Linked DNA regions of Mus musculus: region 1 is linked to region 2. Evidence: chromatin contacts called from public promoter capture Hi-C data. All regions are on one chromosome and are shown on one strand. The core of a region is the stretch at or near the end of the contact, and the rest is flanking DNA. Distances in the headings are between cores, read along the strand shown.

What was found. Promoter capture Hi-C pulls out the DNA fragments that hold promoters and counts their contacts.
Region 1: a promoter capture Hi-C map of pre-B cells shows a contact between it and region 2, with 5 times the contacts expected there. The contact joins the promoter of Sec61a2 here to the promoter of Dclre1c in region 2. A contact is called at or near these places in 1 of 39 promoter capture datasets (pre-B cells) and 1 of 484 Hi-C or Micro-C datasets (muscle stem cells).

What each region holds. Positions count from the first base shown.
Region 1 is chr2:5,892,618-5,897,895 of GRCm38.p6, forward strand. Sec61a2 (Sec61, alpha subunit 2 (S. cerevisiae)) reads right to left here and starts at 2,815. Exons shown (of 12, transcript NM_021305.4): 1 at 2,640-2,815; 2 at 537-604. The coding sequence starts at 2,646. It overlaps Gm13267 (predicted gene 13267), which reads left to right and starts at 2,847. Exons shown (of 3, transcript NR_166420.1): 1 at 2,847-3,157. It also overlaps a transcript of Dhtkd1 not described here.
Region 2 is chr2:3,420,128-3,425,405 of GRCm38.p6, forward strand. It overlaps Dclre1c (DNA cross-link repair 1C), which reads left to right and starts at 4,004. Exons shown (of 14, transcript NM_146114.3): 1 at 4,004-4,199; 2 at 5,237-5,278. The coding sequence starts at 4,091. It also overlaps a transcript of Meig1 not described here.

The DNA.
Region 1 (5,278 bases), core at 1,565-4,064, 2.5 Mb after region 2:
CACTATCTTTGACAGACTGAGAATCATGCCTAGTCTTTATCTCCCTCCCACCATCCCTGTCCTTCCTCCTCTCCCTCCTCCCCTCCCCAGACCCACAGGGAAAGAGAAAAGAATCAATTCCCAAAAGTTGCCTTCTGACTGTCACATGTATACCATAGCACAGTGCTGCACAGGCACAAACACATATATATATTAGAATAATAAATGTAATTTAAAAATTAAAAACAGGCCAGGCAATGGTGGTATACCCCTTTAATCCCAGCACTGGGGAGGCAGAGGCAGGTGGATCTCTGTGAGTTCAAGGCCAGCCTGGTCTACAGAGAGATCTCCAGAACAGCCAGGGCTGTTACACAGAGAAACCCTGTCTCGAAGACAACAAAACAAAACATAAAGCAGATTTATACTTGTTTGCAAGATAAGGAGGTAATGGTTTTTCCACTTACAGCCAGAAATTGTTGGGTTAAGTAAGTCAACCTTGGTGGTTTGGCAAAGTCAGTCACTCTGTTACCTGCTAGATTAACAAATAGTATACTTACTTTCCTTTCAGGCTTCTGAATTTCTGGTAGAACTGCACAGAAAGGTTTAATAACTTCTAAAAACTTGACTGTAAAAAAAAAATTTAGAGTTTAAAAATGTATCTCTGAATAATTCCAAAAACAATTTTTGTAACAGCAGTTTATCACATCCACCCAAATTAAACAATCATGATGTTCTCAAGTTCAAGTGAGTAGGTCTATAGAAGATCAAAGCTCCCAGATAGCTGTGGAGCACAGGGAAACAGCCCTGCACCGTGACTTCTTTGCTTCTTCAGGTTTAAACCCAACCCTTTTATATATGCACAACAGAAAATAATCAGATCATCACTGTATAAGATAAGCAGACATAGCTTATTACAGTACTTAGCTAATGTAGTAATTAACAAATGGTACAACAGCGGAGGGAACTTTCTGCAGGAATAGTATAGTAGGTTATGAGCTTAAACTGGAGTACTGACTCAAACAGCTTAAAGACTGCAACAAAAAAGCCAAAAAACAAAAAAGCTAGGATCACCTCCTACAGACAACCTTTTAACCTCCACATTCCCCGCTCCATTTCAGTTAGCTGCATTTCAAGGTTGTAATTCTCTAAGTAGCCATATCAAGGTACTTGCTTACACACAAGAATTGCTCAGAGAATGTCAACTACATTTCATTAAAAAGTACTCCTTTCCCAGGCTACTTCTGCAGTAAATGAAAGACAAACCAAGGTTTAGGGATAGACACTGCCTCCTACTCCGGCAGGACTCCAAAAAGGTAGAAGTAACTGATTTTGGTGATAATTTATAATTGTCATGTTTGTTATAGAAGTACATTTGGACTATTTAGAAAGTAAATCTAGGGCTGGTGAGATGGCTCAGCGGGTAAGAGCACCCGACTGCTCTTCCGAAGGTCAGGAGTTCAAATCCCAGCAACCACATGGTGGCTCACAACCATCCGTAACGAGATCTGACTCCCTCTTCTGGAGTGTCTGAAGACAGCTACAGTGTACTTACATATAATAAATAAATAAATCTTTAAAAAAAAAAAAAAAAAAAAAAAAGTAAATCTAAATTCTGAAAACATTTACCTGCAATTAAAAAAACAACAACTATGGGTCACAACACTGGGAAACTGTCTAGAATCGCCTCCCTTCCCCATCTCAGCCCAGGCTACTCTCCGAGATTTATTGCTAGTTTATGAATTACTGTACTGGCGTTCAGGATCAAAAAACGCTGTTGCGTGCCGCCATGTACTGCCTCTCCCCGTGTTGCACAATTCCATTTTTATTCACAATTCAAGGCCAAGGGTCTCTTATTTCCTTTCCAATTTTCCCCAAATGTCTACTGTTAGCCAATGGAGTGCATCGCAACGTTATCCCTTTATACACAAACATGTGAACTGCTAGGTAAAGTATCTGTGTGAAAATACATGAGGGTGAGTGATTGGGCAGGGCCCTGGAAGGATCTTATAATGCGAGGCCTCGTCCATACCTTGCGCACCAACTTACAGTTTTCAATGAACACTACAGAATGACTGGGAAGAATTAATCTAGGAAAATGCTGAGCTACTGATCACACGCCTTTCCTCCCCTAAAACGCATGCTACGAATCACATTTTTAAAAAAGGGAGACTTGGTGGGGGAGGTTATGGGGGACTTTTTGGGATAGCATTGGAAATGTAAATGAGGAAAATACCTAATAAAAAATATTTTTTTAAAAAAAGGGAGACTTATTCGTCGCAACACACCAAGGAAGCGTGATTCAAGAATAATAATTTAAAAATTAATGAGTTTCCTGAGATTCAGAAAAAGCCCAAGTGGTCCAAGCCGTGGAGTGTGCTAACTACCCCCCGCCCCCAGCCAATGGCCTCCCCGCGCCATCCTCGCTCCTCGCCTCCTAAGGGGAGCAAACCGGGACTTCTGAGTTCCCGTGACCCGCCGGGCAAGGCCTCGCTGACCCGAGGCGCCTTGGCGGGTCCCCAGCTCGCTCTGCCCGTGGCGACCCCAACGAGGCCTGCGCATCCCCCGCACCCAAGACCACCCCAAGGAGTAAGCGACTCCACTGCCCACAGCCCGAAAGGACCCGCGGCCTTCGAGGTTCGCGCTCCAGCCACCACACTCACTGCCCATGGCGGCGGCTCAGCACACCCGGCGGGCACCCGCGGCCTCGCAGCTGCCTCCGCTCCGTTCCTCACGACTCTGGCCTAGGCGGCGGAGGCTGGGGACACGCTCTGGCCGTCCCCGCACAAGCTCCGCCCACAGAGTCATGTGACATGCGCTCTAGGCTCCTCCCAGACCTAGCCTGGCCGTTGGCGGACGTCCACCGCGTTGCTATGGTCACCGTTGGCGCGGCGGCGGGGGCGGGACTGGATGGCAAGAGGCGGGGCGGCCTGCCGTGGTGGGCGGTTCTTAGTTGCTCTACTCCAGGACAAGGGTTTTCCTTTTCAAAGCTGTTTTCTAGATAAGGTTTCCTGGTCCAGGTACCCCAAGGCCTAGAGCTGAGCTACCTGAGCCAGACTTTTCTTTCCGCCCCATCTTAACTGTAACTTCTTAGACATTTGTGAAAACTGGTAATACACTGCAGACAATAGTACTTTCCAGTACTTCCCCATCTTCAAAATAGACATCAAGGCATCAAGAGGTATAAACTCTTTTATCTGTCTCTCTTTTTCAGAAAGAAACCTTTTTAGGCCGGGCGGTGGTGGCGCACGCCTTTAATCCCAGCACTCGGGAGGCAGAGGCAGGTGGATTTCTGAGTTCGAGGCCAGCCTGGTCTACAGAGTGAGTTCCAGGACAGCCAGGGATACACAGAGAAACCCTGTCTCGAACCCGCCCCCCCAAAAAAAACCCAGTAAAACTTCCAAGGTAATATAGGTAAATTAGAGAAGTTAATTTCAGACTATTTTTCCCAAATAGGAAATATATGGAAAACATAAGAAATTTGAGTAAAATGGTTCTTTCAAGGTGGTAATTTTTATTTTGCTAAGAATAATGTGATATATGGGGGGTGGGTATGGGGGACCTTTGGGATAGCATTGAAAATGTAAACAAGGAAAATACCTAATTAAAAAAAAAGAATAATGTGTCATTTTAAGCAAAATTCATTATTTTTAATATTTCAACTTACTAATTACATAACTGAAGCTCTAGTTCTCACTGAACATTAAACATGCATAATTATGGACAGCAGATAAGAAAAACTAACATTTTTAAGAGGAAAGAAAATACAGTAGTGTTTCATATGAAATAATTCAAATGTCCCTTTCTGCAACACAATTCAGAATGTGGCTGATATAAAGGTAGAAAGGCAGAAGACATTTTCATAGCTCTGTCAGGGAAAACTGTAACAAGAAATAATAAACTTGTGAGAGGCAGCATAGGAAGAAATTTAGAAAGAGCAAGACAAAAACATTTTTAAATATATTAAATTCCATCTTAGAGTTTTAATATCTTTTAATTTAAGAAACCAAAAGATAAGAGAATAAAGGTACATTATGGTTTTTTTAAACTTAAATATACACTATTATTCTTATTAAACTTGCCTTTGAAACTTTACAGATTTATATAAGTAGTAATGAAGTGACAAGATTCATAAGGCTCGGCAAAAGAAAGAAGGACTGAAGGATGCAGAAAGGAAAGGGAGGGAAAGGGTTAAAGAGATGGCACAATGATGGAGCCAGTAAGTACAAAGTACTGCAACTAATACCCAGCTGCAGACAGGAGGGGACATGTCGTAGAAAGAAAGAGGGCAAATACTAGAAAGATGCTAAATAACTGCAGCATTATTCTAAAATGCAAATAATAGTCTGGCATGGTGGTACACACCTTAAATCCCAGCACTCAGAAGGCAGAGACAGAGAGACCTCTGAGTTCAAGACCAGCCTGCTCTACACAGAGAGTTCTAGGCCAGCCAGAACTATCTCAAAAATCAAAATAAAAAAAGAAGTACATTATGAATCTATTACTATAGCCAGGACTGCCTACACATCAATGATGTAAAACATGGCGCATTGCTGGTAAAATTGGAAAGGCAATGGATGTATTCCAGCCCTTCCTATGTCCCCATAACCTTTTTAAAAAACTGTCGTAAAGTCAGAATGGTACACAGTAGATGCTCCTGAGAACCAACTCAAGGGACGTCACATAGCTACCATTTAGTTTGCGGCCAACACTAGATTCAACCTCTATGGAACCCCACGTACCTGGTTTGGGAATGTGGCTAAAACTTAATGAAATTTATAGCCCAAATATACATCATATTTGTACCTGCAGCTTTGAGAGACAAAAGTGATTAACCTGGCACTTAAATCCCTCTACCCAACACCAAAGTTAATTTAAAAATCAGAAAATATCATAGCAGCTGGGCAGTGGTAGCGCACGTCTTTAATCCCAGCACTCGGGAGGCAGAGGCAGGGGGATCTCTGAGTTCAAGGCCAGCCTGGTCTACAGAGTGAGTTCCAGGACAGCCAGCCAGGACTACATAGAGAAACCCTGTCTCGAAAAAAATCAAAAACAAACAAACAAAAAAGGAAATGTCATAGCAATATAATGGGGAAAGGGGAAATTAATAGAAAAAAAAAACCGAAGTCCACCTTAATACAGTTAATACCTCATAACTTAACATTTATTAGGGGCCAAGGCTGGAGCTCATTTGGTAGAGAGCTTGTCTACCATTCTTTTTTTGTTGTTGTTGTTTTTGGTTTTTCAAGACAGGGTTCCTCTATATAGCCCTGGCTATCCTGGAACTTACTCTGTAGACCAG
Region 2 (5,278 bases), core at 2,754-5,253:
ATCCTGGGTCACTTTGCACCAGCCATACCTAGCCGAACAGCTCCTAGCATGCAAATGTGTATGCAGCATGCTCAAAGTGAGGAAATATATTTCACCATCACATTGCCGCTGCTGCCACTATGAGCAGGAAAAGCAAGGTAGCTACGAGGAAGGCACTTCAGAACACAGGCCTTGAATTTAAGTCTGGACTCTGTTTACTGAGAAGACCTTGTGCAATTTACATAACAATGTAACAACTGAACAATAAGAGCCTGTCTGCTTGGGTTGCTGTGAGACAGAAATACTAAACACAGGACACTTCAGACAGCATCTGGAACTCCCCAAGTGCTGGCAACACATTATGCGGGGTAGTCATTCTGTGAACAAGGGTTCTTTGACTGCTTTACACTGTGCCTTAGTGTTCTGCCCAGGAGCTGTAACATTGTAGAGAGCAGATAACTACTTGTTGAACAAATAAATGAGTTTTGACCATCAGATTTCCTAGAGTATGGCAGTGGGCTTCTTTGGTTCCTTACCTGAAACCTCCATAGAATCCTATATTCAGATTTCATGCATGTAAACGTTGTAACTTTTTTTTAAAAGTCTGTCTCTGTCTCTGTCTCTCTGTCTCTCTGTCTGTCTGTCTGTCTCTCTCTTTGTGTGTGTGTGTGTGTGTGTGTGTGTGTGTGTGTGTGTGTGTTGTGTCTGTACATGCATATACATGTGTATGTCTCAGTGAGTATATGCACCTGTGTACAGATGCTCATGGAGGCCGGGGGTGTTGGATCCCCTGGGACTAGAAAGACAGGTGATTTTTGAGCCACCCGATGCAGGTGATGAGAACTGAAGGTGGTCTCTCTGCAAGAACAGTACAAAGTCTTAACTACCAAGCTGTGTCTCCAGTCCTAAACAATGTCCTTCAATTATAGCCACACCCACCTCTCCCTCTCATTCTCTCCAAACACCCTAGCAGTTCCCCTTCACCCTCCATGACTTGTCTCCCTGTCTTAGTTTGTAAAGAGAGTAAACAATTTCTGAACCCAAAATGGCCAAAAATGAACTCAAAAGCAAACACATAATTAATCTGAGGAGATCATACCACAGTGTATGTCTGTATCAAACAACACAGAAGTCTCTGTTCTAGTGTTTGCTGTAGTTGTTTAGTGATGGGTCTCCCTATGTAGCTCTGGCTGACCGGGATCTTGATATGTGAACCAGCCTGGCTTCAAACTCACAGAGATCTACCTGCCTCTGTCTCCCCAGTGCTGGGAACAAAGGGTTTGTGCCACCACACCTGCCAGGCTCAATTCTAAACACAAAACACACTCCACATTGCATAAGCTGTCATGGCACACAACACTGACAAACACTGCTTGAAGTACCTCACATTCAAGAACTCCAATTATTTTTGCTGTACATGCATTTTTTTCTTACATAGAAACAATGACTTAATTATGGAAAGCAAAGACTTTTAATATTTTCCTACCATTATCCTTCAGCGTGTAAGTATATATGGATGGGTTGTATTGTGTTGAAATGTTCAATTTCCAAAATTATCCTTTTAGATGCTGATTTGAGCTTTATAAAAAAGAAAAAATTGCTGGGCATGGTAGTGCATGCTTTTGAGTCCAGTACTCGGGAGGCAGAGGCAGGCAGATCTCAGAGTCTGAGGTCAACCTGGTCTGCAGAGCAAGGCCCAGGATAGCCAGGGCTACATAGAGAAACCCTACCTCAAAAAAAAAAATCAAATTTACTTGGAAATAGAACAGAATTTTCAACAATTTCTGAAATGGTTGTAAATATCCATCTGCCATTTTGTTTGTTGTCTCATTTGTGCAAGGCCATAGTCTCTGCACAGATGATTATAAAATTAGTATCAATTGACTCTAAACAAAATGCTAAAGTTATTCTGCATCCTGAAGCACCAGATATTGTCAAGATTTAATTCTTTCTGTAAAAAGAAACAGACCTGCCCATCCATTAGTAGACTGATTTGGTTTTTAAATATATGTATACCAAAGACTTGTTTTCAAATAGATCTCTTTAGGACTTATTACCAGCAAACTTTTTATTTGCATGCCTGTTTTATATACTTATGTGTCCAGTGTTGTGTAAAACTTCTCAAAGGAAAGGGGTCTCGAACGGAAAAAGTTCAGTCATAAGAATATAAGCATGCATGTTGCTTACAGTGACAACTTGATTCTCACAACTGTTTCCTACTGTGTACGTCGTAACGAGAAAAGCAACGAACAAGTAAGTAAGAGTGAATTTTAGTTTGCCTTGCCTCTCAAGGAGCTCCAACTTCTGAGAAATTCTGTCGACGACCAGACTCAGTGCAGAATGTATTGTCCTGTAGAGACAACCCATCCACAGCAATTGTCCTCCGGTAGTCTAGGAAAGACCATCTTATACAAAACCAAGGCTTTACCGGTACTACTGTGTGGAATGTATAAGTTGGTGTGTATATCCAGAACACTTCCCTCTACTTCCCTGCTTCCTCCTTATGAATATCTGAATGTGAATAGAACCAGGTATTATGACTGCAAGAGTAACCAGATGTTCTCTGACCCTGGCATTCCGACCCCTCTGCTCAGAGCTTACTCCTGGCATCATCCCATGATCACTTCTGCCTCTGTGAAAATATTCTTGTCATATTCTTCATTTTTGTGGCTTTTCAAATGTGCTGAACTCGGATGGCACATCAGAGTTAGCCATGTAACCACTGTGGATCGAGAAACCTCATCTTAAAGGGAAAAAGAGAGTTTATTCTGGGGCCATTTTTAATAACCTTGGGGCTGGAACAGAGATTTGGGTCATCCTAAATTCCATGTTCCAACAAGGAAAGAGTTTCACAGTTTTATAGAAGAAAGTCTTAAGTCAGGTCATATTTAGTGTACATCGGAGAGCAAAGATGAGAAAGCTTTTCTATAGGCCCGAGATGCTATCTGATGACGTTCTTAATTTTTGGGTTAGGTGAAAATAGTGGTCTGCTAAACTAGGAGATTCCAAAAGGTTTTCATCTGTTACTCACAAGATGTTAATTCCAACAGAGATAAACAAGGGATGGCTATTCCCAAGGGCTAGAACTAGCTCAAGATACGATAATTCGCTTCTGGATCTGCAACATTCTAATCTCCCCACAGTACTAAAACCAGTCGCTCAGTTTTTGCAGACACTGCTTCTTTTCAGTTTTCCTGTTTACCTCCACAAGGCTTGCCAAAGTGTTCTGCATAGCAGGGTTTGGAGGTTCCAGTTGATCAACAGTGCTGAGTATCTGAGGAGAACTTGCTAGGAAGGAGAAAATAAATGCCACTGACAAAGTCTTTGGTGGATCTTAGTATGATTACTACACACTTTCCCACCCTGCCCCCCATCCTCTCCCTCTGTCTCTTTATATATCCTTCTGACTTCCTCAAAGTACAACTTAAATGATTACTGGAGGCCAGCAGATCAATGGAATCTTTACTCCCCCCACCCCTGCTCTAAGAATCTATGTCTGAATTGTAGCCTTCAAAATATAGTTAGCTTATATAATACAGAAGAGGGAGCAACTACCAATGGAATCTACTAACCAAGAGTCAGAGGCAATGACTCATCCAATCCTCGTGGTTACCCTATAAAATACAAATTGGGATAAGATTTTTAAAAAAGTGAAAAGAACTCGATCTTCACTAGATCTGAGGAAATGCAAGGCAATATGGTTAAGAAAAGGGAAGCTCTCTGGCCTCCATTCTCAGTTGTGTTTCGTTTCCTGCCTTGGTTCCTCCACAGATGCGGGCAGATCTGCATTGCGCAACAAACACTTCGGTGTCTTTTCTTGCTTTCTGGCAGGAACGTGACTTTCCATGACCAGCCAGTGCTACCCACAAACTACGCACAGCTGTTTCTCCGTGCCCAGCTGGTGCAGTTATTTAAACCAAGGGACTTGGGAGGCTGGATCAGGATTGGATGCCCATTGGCTCCGCCCCTACCTCAAGGGTCCTTTGATTGGATGTGGCTGAGCTCTGCCGGCCTATGGGTAGGCGGTGCGCAGGTTCCCGGAAGTGGCGCCCAGGGTCAGTGTGTGCTTCTGTTTCCGAGGTGGGCTTTGGGTCTAGTGTTCCCGGGTGCGATGAGCTCCTTCCAGGGACAGATGGCGGAGTATCCAACCATCTCCATTGACCGCTTCGACAGGGAGAACCTGAAAGCCCGTGCCTACTTCCTTTCGCACTGTCACAAGGGTGAGTGAGCTCCTCTCGTTACCTATTTCAGGGGCGCTATGGTCTGAAGAGGCAATGGCAGAGGTCGGCACCTGGTGAGGGGAGGACAGGCTGGGACTCCGCGAGGCACTGGGAAGCACTCCTAATGCCAGTTGGCGCTTAACCTCTGGCTTTATTGAGCTCCTGGTCTGTACCACCTCTGTAACCCCAGCTCCTAACCCCAGCTCCGGTTGCAATCAGACCTGGACGCTGTGGTAAGGCAGAGCTGTTAGAAGTGCTGGTTGCTGTCCCAGCGGAGGGTATGTTTGGTAAGGCTTAATTAATTAGCTCATGCCCAAACTTCCCTAATTCTCGTTTATCTCGAGTAAGGAAAACACGTTTCAGAACGTCTACACCCAAAGACATTAGGTAAGAGCGAAATGCCCCTCTCTCACACAGGCACGTGTTTCAGAAGTTCTACATCCCGGAGATATTTGGCAAGAGCCCAAGATCGATCTGTACATCTATCTCTGTCTCTCTGTCTCTCCTCCTCCCTCTCCCTCCCTCCCTCGCTCCCTTTAACCCCCCCCCCCCCACACACACACAAATGTTTCTCACACTATACTCTTGGGTGTGTGTGTGTGTGTGTGTGTGTGTGTACAACCAGTCGATAAGCTTGGCCAAGTGTCCCCCATTTTTCTTCTTTATTATTTACTTATTTTAGGTTGTGGGGCAGAGCTTCACGTATCCTAGGTGGAGTCATATCAGCCCACCCAGGTTCTCATACTCGCACTTGATCTTCCTGCGTATGTCCCCTGACCCAGGTGGGACTTGAATAGCTTTCATCAGCTCAGGGTCTAACCCTTTTTAGTGGTTCCTGTTCCCTACTCTGAAAGGTTCGTCATGTGCAGAAGAGCCAAAGGCCTGTGGGAATCTATTTGCTCAGAATGGTGAGCCTTAGGTAGTTTCTCACAGTAGGAAGCTTACAAAGACAACCCAGCTGTTGCAGGGAAGAGAAATCCTCTAAAAAACCAAATCAAACAAAACATGGTTATGATTTCTAATTCTTTTCCTTGTAGATCACATGAAAGGATTAAGGGCTCCTTCCTTGAAAAGAAGGC